3 separate regions of the Sus scrofa genome follow, and regions 1 and 3 are each linked to region 2. A link is a contact called in public Hi-C and targeted proximity ligation data. All regions are on one chromosome and are shown on one strand. The core of a region is the stretch at or near the end of the contact, and the rest is flanking DNA. Distances in the headings are between cores, read along the strand shown. Region 1 overlaps LOC106510390 (a long non-coding RNA gene). Region 2 has its middle 60 kb from the start of SLC38A4. Region 3 overlaps LOC106510390 (a long non-coding RNA gene).

Evidence for each region. A called contact is a pair of places that touch in the nucleus more often than the background predicts.
Region 1: a targeted proximity ligation map of skeletal muscle shows a contact between it and region 2, with 3 times the contacts expected there. A contact is called at or near these places in 3 of 47 Hi-C or Micro-C datasets (embryonic fibroblasts and heart right ventricle) and 1 of 2 datasets of targeted methods (skeletal muscle).
Region 3: a Hi-C map of skeletal muscle shows a contact between it and region 2, with 5 times the contacts expected there. A contact is called at or near these places in 4 of 47 Hi-C or Micro-C datasets (embryonic fibroblasts, heart right ventricle and skeletal muscle) and 1 of 2 datasets of targeted methods (skeletal muscle).

Annotation. Positions count from the first base shown.
Region 1 is chr5:77,274,101-77,276,805 of Sscrofa11.1, forward strand. LOC106510390 (a long non-coding RNA gene) reads left to right here. Exons shown (of 13, transcript XR_002344176.1): 5 at 288-423. Among named protein-coding and RNA genes, the nearest start is that of SLC38A2, 150 kb to the left of the region's middle.
Region 2 is chr5:77,548,131-77,550,830 of Sscrofa11.1, forward strand. No RefSeq gene overlaps it. Among named protein-coding and RNA genes, the nearest start is that of SLC38A4, 60 kb to the left of the region's middle.
Region 3 is chr5:77,193,521-77,196,220 of Sscrofa11.1, forward strand. The region is part of intron 1 of LOC106510390 (a long non-coding RNA gene); the gene reads left to right. All of the region lies in intron 1 of LOC102160630 (a long non-coding RNA gene), which reads right to left. Among named protein-coding and RNA genes, the nearest start is that of SLC38A2, 69 kb to the left of the region's middle.

The sequences.
Region 1 (2,705 bases), core at 126-2,625, 270 kb before region 2:
AAACATTTTCAGGTTGTTTTTAACTTAGTTGAATAGTCCACCAACACGAGAACTAACAAAAGGGTGAAATTTTGTTAAACCCAACTAAAAAGTAAATATAATCCCAAGACTATGACTGAACGTTGGCGTTTTTTCCAAGGATGCTTTCAAACATACCCAATGAAAGGCTTAAACTTTGGGCAAAACCTTGGTCTTGGTATAAAACATGCTTTTTATAGTGGAGCATCACAAACTATGATGTTCCAACCCAAAAGACACATTCTGATTTGAAGTCCCATTTTCCTCAGAAGGAAGACACATCCTGCTAAAGCCAGAGGTGCTTGCTGTCCATCCCAACCTCATTTGGAATATTTCTGTGGCTCAGATTCAGTGAACTCCAAACACGTGGACCAGTGCTCCTGTGGCCATCACACTACGTCAAGGGTAAGAGGCAGATTATGAGAAAATAAATGCTCAGACAGGAACAACTTTGCAAAAATGAGAAGAAGGCAAGCCAGATCCTTTTCCTTGGATTGTGAGATGGAGTCAGAACAGGTGTTGGGACTTAGGTCAAAATTATAAATAGAGTGGAGATTCTAACGAGAATAGTGTATTGATGCTGAGATGAGGTTATCCAGCCCTCTGATGGCATCTTCTCCAGGGGCCTTTTCTGATTCCCCAGCTACACTTTCCTCTTCTACTTTGTTTAGAGTTCATCTCAGGCAATGATTTACCCTCCTTTCCACCAGAGTTTTGTTCGGTGCCTACTTCACTGAACTCATCCACTTATTTATCCCTCTCTTGTCCAAGATGGGATATAAGATGGAGCTACGGGGTTCGCCCCTTTGAGGATGGGACAGGGGTGCTTCTCATATTGTTTCCTTATAGTCCAGGGCCTCATGTGTGGTAGGAGCTTTGAACAGAATGCGTGAAGAGAACTTGGTTTCTGATAGGTTTGATTTCTTGCTCTGTCACTCACAGCATATGACCTGAGGCGAGGAGTTGAACCCATTAAATCTCAGATTTCCAACTGGGGCCTTATATTAAATGAATTGATCTGTCTTTAAAATCCCAGCACCTAGCATATAGAATGAACTTAATAATTGCTTATGATTATATGATTGTCTACAGCTTCAAGATTACAATAAACTGTGAGAACCATTTTATTTACACCTAGAAGTGGGTTGCCTTACACTTACAAAGTGGGACCAAAAGTCTCTACCTGATAGAACTAACAACACCCTGGATATAGTGGGTGTTCAAGAGAATAAAAAGTCACGGTCCTTGGAGTTCCCATTGTGGCTCAACGGGTTAAGGAAGCAACTAGTATCCAGGAGAATGTGGGTCTGATCCCTGGCCTTGCTCAGTGGATTAAGGTTCCTGGGTTGTTGCCTGCTGAGGCATTATGTTGCACATGCGGCTCGAATCCTTCCTCGCTATGGTTGTGGCATAGGCCAGCAGCTCCACTTTGACCCCTTGCCTGGTAACTTCCACAGGCAACAGGTGCAGACCTTTAAAAAAAAAAAAAAAAAAAAGTCTTGGTCATATGTCCTCCTCAAAGAAATGATGGTAGAAGAAGGAAAGAAATGGTAGACAAGCACAGGTTCACTGGAGTCACAGTTTCACTGGGTCCCAACTTAGACTATTAATGATGATAACAATACTGCCTGTTTGTATTTTTCGAAGGACTTTCACATTTCACAAGCTCTTATTATTTGATGGCTGACAAGATCAGAATTCTCTAGGTAACATCTATAATGGAGTTGGTACACAGGCAATTTTCTTGGTGTCCTTGCTTGCTGGAAACAAAGGCATTCTCAATTTGGGCCTCAGCTTCTCTGTGCAACTTCAGATATTTTCTTCTATCAGCACCAGCCCTTCCTCAGGAAAAAGCACAGAATGATTAAGAATGTGGGCTTTGAGATGATTTGGAGTTCCTTGGATTTTACTAGGTTCAGAGACTGAAGCCGTACATTGATTTTTTTTTTTTTCTGTTTAGGGTCGCACCTGGGGCATATGGAAGTTCCCAAGCTAGGAGGTGAATCGAAGGTGCAGCTGCCGGCTTATGCTACAGCCATAGCAACTCAGGATCCGAGCTGCATCTGCAACCCATGCTGCAGCTTGCAGCAACGCCGGATCCTTAATCCACTGAATAGGGCCAGGGATTGAACCTGCATCCTCATGGATGCTAGTCGGGTTCTTAACCCACTGAACCACGATGGGAACTTCCATAATTCAGTTTTTAATTTGGATTTCACACAATCCTGTGAGGTGGGTGGTTAAGTATTATTTCCCATGCTTTTCCAGGAGGGGAAACTGAGGCTCAAAGAGGGGAAGCAATTTTTGTGAGACCATACAGCTTCTACCTAGAAAGGCTGGGATTGGATCCCCGGTTGGTCTCACTTCCCCAGCCAGCTTATAACGCTATGGAACATGGCCTCCCCTGAGCGTGCCAATCAAAAGCTGGCCAAGGCATTAAATCCCCAGAACTTTTGGTTTCTCATTTGTTGTTGTGAGAATACATTTAGATGATGTTGATACATGCATGTTTGTGTCTTCCAGTGGGCAGCTATTGACATTGGGGTGAGAGTCTTGAAGAGGTAGATTTTCTGTAGTCAAATCCTGCTTGTGACTCCTTATGGCACCAAGGATGGCAAAACCATAGGGGATTGTGCAATGAAAGAGCGCAAGTATGCATCTAATACCCAGCCTAGGGCTCAGTAAGT
Region 2 (2,700 bases), core at 6-2,505:
AAATGGATGTGTCTGGGACTTTGGTGAGGAAGAAAAGCCACCTGAAACGAAGCAAGGTTTTCCCTTTGCCTTGCACGTGTCTCCATGAATGTGGGCAAAATCCTCCAACCTCTTCCTTCCCAAGTAGACATCTTTTTTTTTTTAAGGTAAGCATCTAATTATCTATTTCCCAAGTAGACATTTTTTTTTTTTTTAAGGCAAGCATCTAATTATCTATTTCCCATCCTTACGATGTTGCCATTGAAGCAACAGGCCGAGTTCTGCTGCCAAAGCAGACGCTGAACTAAATGAGCCAGGTTAGTGCTGCCATCTACTGGGAGCACTTGAGAGTGAATTGCTTTACCTCAAGGCACCTTCTGTCATGAGACGGGTGCCCAGTAGCAAGAGGGGCCTTTACAAGAGGGAGTCGGGCAGCACCCACAGCTCCGTTATCCTGAAACCAGGAGCTAGGGAATCCCTCAGCACGTCCTGAGACAACCATGTTGAAGAGTCTGGGACAGAATAGAAATGAGTGTCAAGTATTTCTAATGCCCACCCAGGAATCTCCCTCAGGCTCTGGCGTCTTAAACCAGCCTCCCCCTTTGTTTTCTTGTAAATGCCTCTGTTCCTGGCTTTCCAAAGAAAAGGTACCTATGGCTACTGCGTTTCAGAGCTATGTTTAGGGGAGGGGGAGAGGAAGGAAATCTAGAAAGCTTCCTGACCTTGGTCTTTCTCTGGGCCCGGGCTTGCTCGGCTCAGGGGGCTGGCTGGCTACCTTTGGCTCGCTGCCTTTATCTTCCTCTGGAAATAGGTTCCACCCCAGCCTGGGAAAGAGCCACTTACTGAATTATGTCACCAGGCCTATTTTAAAAGGTGTGCCTCACACGCCATCCCCTCACAGTTGCTGATGTGTCTCATGAAGAGATTTTATCCCGACTGGGGAGAAGAGACCCAGAATGTACAGCCTTCCAGAAGAGACGCGTGCTCACCCTCGCTGAGTGCAAAGGACAACAGTGGTGTGCTGTGATTATTGTTATGCGGGGACTTCTGTAAAACTAGCGAATGGCTGCATCCACCTCCGAGGCCTGGTCGTGATTGCTGCCAACCCACGGGAAGGTCGCCCAGGCCTGTGAGGATGGACACGAGCGCTTGAGCGCTGCTGATAAAGATCGTTGATCCCCCTGAACGTGACTGATGGTTCTCAGGGGCCTCTGGCCTTGCTCCTGCATTCTTCTTCCTTATCTGGTAGGTACACACTCGGAGCTACAGGCTTGTCCTAAGGCCTGAGGAGGGCTCAGTGCGCCCCCACGTGGAGAACACAGAGAAATCACCTCCATCTTTGCCCTCGGCCATTTGTTTTCAAGGCAATTCAAAGAAGTTAATTTAACTGTCGCACTTTTTTGTTGTTGTTTTTCTATTTTACTCTAAGTTATTTGAGTATTTAAAATGGGATTCATTCTTAAACAAGGATCTACTGTATAGCACAAGGAACTATATTCAATATCTTGTAACAACATATAATAGAAAATAATCTGAAAATATATAGATATATGTACATATAGATACATATCTGTCTATCTATCACCTATCTGTCTATCATGGAATCACCTTGCTGTATTCCTGAAACTCACATAACATTGTAATTTAACTACACTTCAATTTTTAAAAATGGGATTCATTTTAGGAGAGGCCAACATTCCTTTGTGTTCTTTTAGTAAAACTGTAAAAACCCTCTGCTTTTATTCATACAGATAGGATCAAACCACTCTTGTACAGCTGCTCTTATTCAGTTGGCATTGTTTTGGATCCTGCAATGTGCAAAACCATTTGTAGAAATCTGTTTCTTGGGAAACCATTGTTGGTTCATTAAAAGAAGAAACCTTGACAAAATGTGGTAGAGGAGGTGGGCCTGGTGAGCTGATCAGCTCTTTTCCCTCCCAAGCTGCGGTTCCACGTGGTGATCAATGCAGTACAGCAGTGAGAAGCAGGGACCCAGCCTCACAGAGCCCGTGTCCAGAGCCCTAGCAGTCACTCACTGCATAAGTTTATGGATGATGACATCACACTGTATCTATAAAATAAGGTAACAAGTAAAAAATACTTAATGTTGTTTCTGGTACTTTACAAGTTCTCAGTTCATATAAGCTATCTTAATAAAGATAAGCTACATAAGCTATGGAATGCAACAAGTTACTGGTCATATCCCATTTTACTAGGAAAGAAACATCCCAAATCATTGGCCTTCCTTTCCCATCAAGGTGTTGCAAATTAACAACTGCTAGGTTTAGAAAATATTTGATTGACTGAGAATCTCTTTATTTAGAGGTGGTTGGTGTGCCTCTAATTTTCTCTAGGAAGGATATTTTTAGCATTACTTTGTTCCAGCAAAAAACAAAAACAAAACAAAACAATAATTTGGGGGTGTTCCTTGGCGGCCTCGTAATTAGAATTCAGCACTTACACCACTGCAGCCATGGTTCAATCCCTGGTCTAGGAACTGAGATTCCGTATGAAGCCACAACACACTGTGGCAAAAACGTAAAATACAAAGTAATTTTTAAAACATTTGTTGTCTCAATTCTACTTTCTTTGGTTTTTGTTTGCTTTCCTCTAGTATTTCAGTGTTTCATGTTCATATGTTTTTTTCATTTAAAGTCATTTCCCAGGCCTCCATCTTCTGTGTGCATTGCTCAGTCCAGGGCCCCAGCCCCCAGGATTTTA
Region 3 (2,700 bases), core at 76-2,575, 350 kb before region 2:
TTTCTCATCTGGAAGGACATCGGCTTTATCACAGGGTGAGATTCCTTAATCATCAAGAATTGGAAATGATGAGTAAGGTGCTAGAATTGTGCTTGTCACCTTGAATGCTCTCGTTAAAGAGGATATTATTTTATTATATAAATTGTCACCCATGTGGCCCCCTGGGCCTTCGTGGTTGATCAAATCAAGGTTTCTCGAAACGGATATGACCTGAGTCAAGAGCATGAGCAGCTGAGTCAACGAGTATTTATAAAAGTCTCCACTAGCAACACGGTGCTGCTGGATTAGACATCGTTGTTCACACAGCAAAAACGTAAACCTTCTAGTCATTAAAAACTTGCCGTCATGTGTGATAAGACAGGTTAACCAAACCGTTTATGGAAATTCATGTTTTAAAATTTATAGATAGGTCTGTAGTGGAAAAAAAAGTTTGGCCATGACCCCTAGATGTTTCTCCTTTTCAGTGATCCAGGCGAGGCTAATAATTCACTCCTAGGGTTTTGAAGTTATTTATTTGCCTTTGGGTCTGGGGCATTCCCATTTGTGATCAATGCTAAGGAGGAAGCGAATTCATGACTTGATTCATACAGATAAGCCTGTAAGGGGAAGAGTGGGCAACAATTACCTCTGCTTCTAATCAGATGTATTCAGCTCTCCGGTTCTCTTTGCTCACGTGGGCAGCAAGGTGTTCTGGTGAAGTTTGCAAATACCCTCACTTTTGCTCTTTGCTCCCTTTTTCTTTCTGTTATCGCCTTGCCCTCTGCGCTCTGCTCCCTCTTGTCACCTCTGAGGTCCGCCTGTCACCCCACTGCCCTTCAGAACTCTTTTCCTTGAAGCCTTTCCAAACAGGTGCTGTCTTGCTTCACTCTCCACCGTCATTCTGCTAACCCCTGGGTCTTATAGATGTTCCCTGTTCTGAACACTGACGCATCTGTCTTTATATAGCCCTGACTGCCTTGGCATTTCCATGCTCCTCACTCTGTGTTTGCCAGCGCTTATCCCAACTCTTCCAGGAGCACTGGGGATCCCGCCCCTGTCACCTTTCATGTAGCACTTTGCGTTGTTTGTTATGGATTAAAGGACTCACAGAGGCCAAGAATAAAGGGTGTATTGGGGGGAGCTCTCAATACACTTGTGTTTTGCTTTTCAGCCATTCTCAGCTGAATGTCTAATCTGATGTCTTATTAGTAACTGGAAATTTAATAGGCAGAGTTCTGAGTTCTTTCTTGTAGGAATGTGTGCAAGTTTGGACTAGTGGATGAGTCACAGACTTGGAGGAGTTTAAAAGCCGTGGTTTAGTGAAAAGCCAGAGAGCGAGAGAGAGGAAGAGAGAGAGAGAGAGAGTTAGAGTTAGGAAGCCCTGCATGCAGAACCCAGGAAGTGAGGCCTTGCAAGCCGTTTGTAACACGCAAGGAACTCTCCGCCTTGATGTGGTGCAGACGGCAGGGGCAAGAGTAGAGCACCCTTAGGCTGTCTGAGGGGAGAATGAAGGAAAAGGGAACAAAAATATTCTTTCTTTCCCAGCCTGGCTCAGTCAGTGGTAGTGCTACCTGGGACCACTTCGTCACCCTCTTACTGTGTCCAGACACTATGTTATTTAAAAATACCAAAAAACAAAAAACAAACAAAAAAGCGCCATCTCCTTTCATCCTCACAAACCACTTCTGAGGAATTTTCACAGTTTTACAGAGTAGGATGCAGAAGCCCAAGGTCACACATTAGCAAAGCGTAGAGTCAGGCTATGCATCCAGGTCTGCCTAAACTTCAGGCCTCTCTAAATCTTGTCCTGACCTATGACCCTGTTCATTTTGACTTTGATCTTTTTTTTTTTCCCTTTGAGGGGAGAAAGGAATTTTTTTTTTTTTTTTTTTTTTTTTTTTTTTTTTTTTTTTTAGCAGATGAGAATTGGCCTTCTGTCTGGGACTTCCCCTGCTAGCAGGTTCTCAGGACATTTTTGCTGAATGAGTGAGTCTGTTCCAGTGGCTCTGGGATGGAGCATGAATGGAGCAGTGCAGTGTCTGGGAAGGAGGCCTCTCTTACTAGCTGTGTGGTTTAAGGCAAGTCCCTTCAACTCTATGGGCCTCAGAATGCTCCCTTTATTTATTTGTTTATTTATTTTTTGTCTTTTCAGGGCCGCACCTGCGGCATATGGAGGTTCCTAGGCTAGGGGTCTAATCAGAGCTGTAGCCACCAGCCTACACCACAGCCACAGCAACGTCAGATCCAAGCCGCGTCTTCAACCTACACCACAGCTCATGGCAATGCTGGATCCTTAACCCACTGAGCGAAGCCAGGGATCGAACCTGCAACCTCATGGTTCCTAGTCAGATTTGTTTCCCCTGCGCCACGACAGGAACTCTGAGTGCTTCCTTTAAAACTTAAGGTGGCTAGGGACAGACAGTGTGACCTCTTCAATGCCAACTCTTATGAGACGTGGGGAAAAGGCTGCCATAGCCTTTTGGTCACGTGTGTCACAGTAAAAGAGGGGAGACAGAATCATCCATCCATGCCTGGGATTCAGGAATTCTGCTCTCTCTTTTTAATCTCTGAAACCTATTTAAAAAATTTTTTTTAGGGCTGTACCTGCAGCATATGGAAGTTCCCAGGCTAGGGGTCGAATCTGAGCCACAGCTGCTGGCCTATACCACAGCCACAGCAATGCAGAATCTGAGCCATGTCTGCGACTTACACTACAGCTCA